2 separate regions of the Mus musculus genome follow, and region 1 is linked to region 2. The links are chromatin contacts, called in public Hi-C maps. All regions are on one chromosome and are shown on one strand. The core of a region is the stretch at or near the end of the contact, and the rest is flanking DNA. Distances in the headings are between cores, read along the strand shown.

Evidence for each region. A called contact is a pair of places that touch in the nucleus more often than the background predicts.
Region 1: a Hi-C map of cerebellum shows a contact between it and region 2, with 1.5 times the contacts expected there. The contact joins the promoter of Cntn1 here to the enhancer-like site in region 2. A contact is called at or near these places in 3 of 39 promoter capture datasets (macrophages, neutrophils and pre-B cells), 2 of 484 Hi-C or Micro-C datasets (cerebellum and neurons), 1 of 115 datasets of contacts at active chromatin or transcription factors (embryonic stem cells) and 2 of 9 other capture datasets (adipose tissue and liver).

The regions. Positions count from the first base shown.
Region 1 is chr15:92,049,684-92,053,000 of GRCm38.p6, forward strand. It overlaps Cntn1 (contactin 1), which reads left to right and starts at 1,482. Exons shown (of 24, transcript NM_001159648.1): 1 at 1,482-1,640.
Region 2 is chr15:91,999,033-92,002,637 of GRCm38.p6, forward strand. No RefSeq gene overlaps it. Among named protein-coding and RNA genes, the nearest start is that of Cntn1, 50 kb to the right of the region's middle. Within about 2 kb of position 1,254, at least 1 of the 459 cell types and tissues checked has an H3K27ac peak or open chromatin away from gene starts, as enhancers often do. A contact at or near this core is called in cerebellum, where this site is marked.

The sequences.
Region 1 (3,317 bases), core at 232-2,731, 51 kb after region 2:
TCATTCCCTACTAGGCTGTTTGCTAATTTTTGTCCTGCCAGGCTCCCGTTCCGAGTTCTGCATCTCATTGCTGCTCAGCTTTGTTACAGGGCAGAAAATATGGATGGCACAGGACAAGCGCACTGTAATCCAGGAATTTGGTGCAGTTCAGTAGGAAAACTGGAGTGTGTATTAAAGGAAGAAGATAGAAAGCTAGCAGGCATGTTATGGGGGGGTGGGCAGGGAACAACTCAGGAGCTGTTGATACTTTGTAGCAATTGCAAGACTATCTCTGGCAAACAGATCGAATCAATTGTTCCTTGTATATTACACCCCCCCCTCCTCTTCTGTAAAGACTGAGTCTTACAGTGCTGTAAAGAGAATACAGCAAGATGGACCCGATGGTATTAAAAATCTGAGCACTGACCATCTGCACTTAGCTTTGGGTAGCATCAGCCTTCTCTTTGGTCCAGGAGGCTGGTCTTTTACCAACCCATCCATGTACATTCATTCTTTCTTATGTTCAGCATGCGTTAAGATGGTTAAGTTACCTAGCTAGAAGACAAATGGAGCTCTTTGGAAGAAGTGGGTGTCTTCTTTCCTCAATAGGTCCTGAGAGAACACACTACTCCAATTTTATTTACAGTTCTCCTTGGTCTTTCGCTAAGGAGTCCCTCAGATATAGCTTTCTGGTTCCACCTGGATAGATAGCAGAGGTGACACTTGAGCACAAAGGCATTTTGCCCTCTTAAAAAACAGACTTAGGTTCACCCAGCTGTCTGGTTTCATATACCCCCCCCCCCCCCCCCACAACTTGAGCATGTGAGAGACTGGTTATCGATCAGTATTGTGCCATTACTTTAAATAAACACTTGTCACCCACGGAATTGCCCATGGCAAATGTCTCAGTTTGCTTTACTCTGAACGTTTATTTTATAGCATTTTCCCCCATTTTAAATACAGGACCCTATGTAAGCAAATTTTGGTTAAATGGTATATAGAGTTTCTACAATTTTTGCTCTGAGGAAATCTTTCATGACCTATGTGGTCAATGATAGGCAACTGCAAAGGAACAAAATCACCATTTCTGATTTGACTGCGATTTCTTTCCGCTTAATTGTGCATCCCGTTTTCTGTTTCTTCACTGAAGTCCACGTTCATACTGAGCATTTTTTTTTGCCTCTGCTGGTGCCCCTGGTTGAATCTCCAGGAGCAGAGAATCTCTTTTAAAAGTTCCAGAGATCTGGCTTTGGCAGATCCTCCCTCCCTCTTGGAACCTTTAATGGTAGTTTCTAAGGGTAGTTTCCCTTCTCAGAGGCCCTCTGACCCAGAAGCAGAAGGTTTTCAATCCGCGGACTACAAGGACTCTTCGCTGGTGGGCTCAGAAGCTAAGAGTCAGTCCACAGAAACCCTAGAGTTGAGAATGACATCTCCTCTGTCCAATCAAAGGTGCAAGTTTCCCTCCGGTCCCCGCCTCCTCTCCCCGCGGCCCCAATAACTGCACTCTGAGGCCCCGGCTACTGCTGTCAAGTAGCTAGGGTGGGCTCCGCCTAAGCGAGGAGTGGCGCTGGGCTGGTGGGAGATGCGCTCCCAGCTGTTTGCAGCGGGAGCGGGAAAGCTGTAGGGCCAGGCAGCGAGGAGGCGACAGGAGTGGGGAACAGGTAGGAGGCAGGCTCGCCCTTCTGCAGAGCACAGGGAACGCGTGCTTCCCTGAGGCCACCCAGCCCCTGCCCCGCCCTGGTTACCCCGGCTCCCGGGGTCGCTGTAGCTGTCACCGCGACACCTATGACACCAATCAGAAGATGGGATGGAGGGGGTGGTGATGGTCTGGATGCTGGAGCCGGGGTGATGCACCGGGAAGGGTTGCTGAAAGGGGCCCCAAGGGGCACTGCGTCTGGGCAACTTTCCTCGCAGACGCAGCAGCTTGCTGCGGGGTCAGGCCTGGGGTTTGCCCTGTCGATGAGGTTGGGGGCTGGGGTCGCAGACGTGCCAGCTGCAGGAGCCGCGGGTCCTGTGAGCTCTTCAACTGCTCCGCATGCGGGGCGCCGCCTGCTCCCCTCCCCCGCACCTGCGGGGTACCCTCCAGCACAGCGCTGGCTGCCGGTGATGGCCATGAGGAAGGCAGGGGCTTGTACTTCCCCTGGCTAAAAACCAGCTCCCTTAGGGCTTGGTGACTGGGGAGAATCTCCGCATTTTCTGATGTATCCAATCTGAGGGAAAGCCAACGTACCTCCTCCACAAGGTTCTGCGGATTGGGCAGGGCAGAAAGGCAGTTTCCCACCGGCCTCGCTGTTTCCTACGGGGAACTACCACTTCATCTAATCAAGTGGCTGTGTCAGGATGAGCTCCAAAGCATCCTCCCTGGGTGACCGCATTTGGGCACTGGGTGTTGGCCCAGTGCCGATTCCTGCTGGAATCAGATTGCTGGTAGCAGTAGGGAGAAGAATTGCAGGGAAATCAGATACCCTGCTGGGAAAAATCCTGGGGGGAAAATAGGAATGGTGGGAAAGAAGCAAGAAGTGAGAGGTGTAGCCATTTCTGGCTGTCCTTTTTCTCCCCCCATGCCAAATCCAGCATGGGCATCAGTATGTGTGCCTGTGTGTGCACATCTCCAAGGTGGAGGAGCTATATATAGCTCCTGCGCAGCCAGCCGGTTTCTTTGCTGCTGAGCAGGCTGCCTTGGTCTTCTCAAGCAATCTGCAAGCACGGGGTGGGAGGGGTAAAATAGAATCAGATTCTTCATTGGGGGGGCGGGGGGGAAGCCAGGGAAGAGAGAAACTCAGAGTAACAACCCCCTCCCTACCTTCACACTCGGGATAACGTTTCTGTAGCTTACAGAAAGGGATGTATTCCAAAATTATTATTATTTTGAATGGATTTCTGGGTTTTATCCCACGTTTTTCGGATTCATGGTGCATATCGACCATTGCAGCTTGAAGTATATAAAGGCATCACATTAGTATATATCATATCTACAATAGTTTATTAATTCACTGGTGCACAATATTGTGCGCATGCTTGTATATCTTGGCTATTTGGAAATAAATTTATCTGTGTGGTAACTTGTAGCTAGCTACTCTCTGGGGTCTGGAAAGGACCCACCCACTTTTCAGGATGCAGGATTGTGGAACTGGTATGACCATCTGAGATAGTTTTGATGTAGTTCCTTGGACGCATCTTTCTTGTGGCTTATATAAATTTGTGCCGACATGATATTTCAGACGTATTTGTATTGCATGGACCTTCCTTTTATAAATGTTTGTACATTTATTTTTTTTTCCGTAAATTCAAAAAAAAATTGAGATTCAGGAGGAACAAATAGTGGGCTTAAAATCTGT
Region 2 (3,605 bases), core at 4-2,503:
CAGACACAGAGGTGGGCAATATTGGCACTACTAGTCCAGCAGCATAAGAGATTATTCTATCATCTGGCATCTTCTTTAGTATTTTATCTTTTTCGTTGTCTAGTTCTCACTTCTTAGAGTTTCAGGCTATTGAGATTGGCACTGTTTCCTGATGTCTCTTTCACTATCTTTGTCACGTGCATAGGAAGGCTACTGATTTTACTCCAGTTTAATTTTGTAGCCTGCTATTTTGCTGAATATGTTTATCTGCTCTGGAAGGTTTCTGGTGGAGTCTTTAGGATCTTTGATATATAGAATCATATCATCTACAAATAAAGATATGTTGACTTTTTTCCTCTCCCCTTTGTATCTCCTTTATCTTTTTTCACTTGTATAATTGCTGTAATTAGCACTTCAAGACCTTCCCTGAATTCCTGAGCTTAGTAAAATGCTAGAAGTTTTTCTCCATTCAGCATGATGTTGCCTGTGGGTTTGCCTTTATTTTATTGATTTATGTTTCCTGTATCCCTAGACTTTGGTCATGGAATATTGTTGGACTTTGCCAAGGGCTTTTTTATATCATGGAAAGAACTATATAGTTTATGCCCATAAGTCTAGTTATGTGGTAGATCACAGTTAATAGCTTGTATTTTTTTTTACTATCCCTACATCATTAGAATGAAGCCAGCTTGAACATGTTTAAATATTATTTTGTTAATATCTTTTATTAACTTTCTGAGAATTAATGCATTTTGATCATATTGATGGCCCTTCCCCAATATTTCCTGGACATATTCCTACCTACTCAATCAAAATGTTCTTCTATATTTCAATTTCTAAAACATGTTGAGTCTAATTTGTTCTGCCAAGTACTGTGATGTATAAGGACTGCCCCGGGATGTCATCTACCTACCATGGACTCACTTATTCTTGTAAACATTTTGTTGGAAAATGAAGCACACCCCAGGTGTGCAATCACTAGTGACAGAATTCTTAATGAGATTATATTAGCAAAGTTCCCAACTTCAAATCTTGAAACCTACTTTGGAGAACTTGTAAATAAGCCAGTTGTTATTATTCTCTAAAAATATTTCAGTGTTATATGCTTACAGTAGAGTAAATCACCTATTTCTTCAAAATATAAGGCCCAGTGATTATGATGGTTATGATACATGATCAGGGAAGAGACCACTACAGATCTGAGGAGACCGTGCATTAAGAGCTCCTGACATGCATGCGCTTGCCATGCTCCCTCCACTGGCTCCAGAGAGCCACACTGGCAAGCTTCCCGAGAGCAGTTGCTGTCTCGCCACAGGCTTCTCACACACTTCTCTTCCCTGATGGGTTGCCTGGGTAAACAAATCCATGCTAATATTTTTATATCTCTTTAAGGAATTTAATACCCTTAGCTTTGGGGCAAGATTTGCTTTCTCCGAGAAGAGCGTCTCATAATCTTTTGAAAAACCCCACAGCCATTCTTAATGCAAAGTAATCTTAAACAAAACGCTTTAAGACAGAAGGCTTGGCAAGCACTTGAATCTCTAAGTTGTTAATTTAACCTGGAAGCCACATCATGTGGCTTTATGTTTCCAGAGTAGGGTTTATGTCTGACCTGGTATCATCGTATTGTATTTACCTACTGAAATACTCCATAAGTATGTACAATTGTAATATATGTACATACTCCCTAAATATGTACAATTGTGATAGTAAATATAAATGAAATTCTATAAGAGGCTAACATCGAAACTTCACAATAGAGAGGGAACTTTCTTCTGCATGATCAAAACCCAAAGCTAGTCTACATAACAGCTGTAGTCTTAGAATGGCTTCTTGTTGTTCATTTTACAGAAGTGCCTGTCTTTGTCTATGTGTCGCAAAAGAAGCAAGAGAGAAGTCTTTGGGCATTTTCCTTCCCTCGTTATGAAAAGCATCTTTTTCTTTTCTTCAACAGCAGAGCCCTCAGAGACATGCAGGAAAGATGAAATTCTTTTCATCTATAATATGCATTTTAAGAATTATATTATAAAAAAAACCATTTACCACTATTGTGTATTACATTCTATTTTCTCTTATTACTTCAGAACTTACTTGAGTGTTTTATTATAAAAATGAGTGCAGATTATTTGTTTTAACTTCTAGTTTCTTACATTCTCTGCATTGCTATTTTTGCAAATGTGGCTATGAAATTAACTCATCATATCATAATCATTTAAAAATAATAACCATGGTAAGGTATTTTAATATAATTGTACACTTTTATATCTTTTTATAAAATACCTTTTTCTATTATGATATTATGATAAAATATATATCTCATTTTAGGCAGAGTACCTGAGAAAATGGAAAACTATATTTTGAGCATGCCCTGAAGGGGACAATCATTACTTAGAATATTTTTTATTTTAAATAATTAAGTCACATATGTGCTAGAAACAATATTAAAAAACATTTCATTAAGCCTGAGGTGGCTTAGAATCTTGAGTAAAATTGTTTGAATCCAGCTCATCATAGGCTGTTCAGTGACTTCAGCAGAGGCAGTGTGACAACATCGGCTGCCAAAGCCATTCATGTGCACGGTGTGAAGGGTTATGACACAGCCGTGGGATGCTCCCAGGAGGATGCTGGGCAACTGGCACCACACAGATGATCAGGTAGGTCAGCCAGGCTGTCATCTGATCACCCAAGGTATGTGTCAAAGCCAGAAAAGCTAGAGGAATGTCAAGTGTCCCAGGAGCTTTAGCTCAGCTCAGTCCCTGCTGTTGATGTCACTTACTTCAATTGCTGTCTGCCCATCTGGAACAGCTGTCCATCTGTCTGCTCACGTGGTCCTGCCCTTTTGCCTGTACTGCCGGACTCAACTTTGGAGCCTCACTCCACTCTGTGGCTCAGCAGCCGCCATTGTGATAGCATCTCTCTGGAAACAGCTGGTTTGTTATCTCCTCCTAGACTCCTTTCAGTTTCTTCTGGCTTTCCTCTCTTGGGCCACATTACCTATTTCTCTAATCTTTGCTCTGCTTGTGACCCTCTCATTTCTCAAAACTTGGGAAGTTTTAGTTTTGAAGTTGCTGATCTTAATCTAAAAGGTAAGCTTTTGATAAATGATTTAGATTAGGAAAATTACTGGCTAGGCCAGTCAGGGATTATTTGATCACTTGATTGGATTGACTGAGGTGTGAAGAGTTGCTGAGTGTAAATGGCACTATTCCACTGGCTGAGGTCAGTCCCAGATTAAATACGAAGGAGGAAGGCAGATGATCACAGTGTTTTCCACTCTGCCTAACTGAATGCACTGTGGCCAGCTGTCATCCCATGCTCCCACAGGTATAAGTCCCAGGATGGACTGTACCCTTAAGCTATACATTGACATAAACTCCTCCTTATCTAAGTTACTTCTCTTTTAAAATTATTTTTTTATGTACATGATACTTCTGCCTACGTGTATATCTGTTCACCATTGAAGTCTGGTGCCTGCAAAGGCCCACAGAAGGAAGGCACCACTTTCCCAGGTCCGAAGTTACAGAGCATTGTGAGCTGCCACGTGGCTCCTGAAAGCTAACCCAGAGTGCACTAGAAGAACAGCCAGTGCTCTTAACCGTGAGACATCTCTTCAGATATCTTCGGTT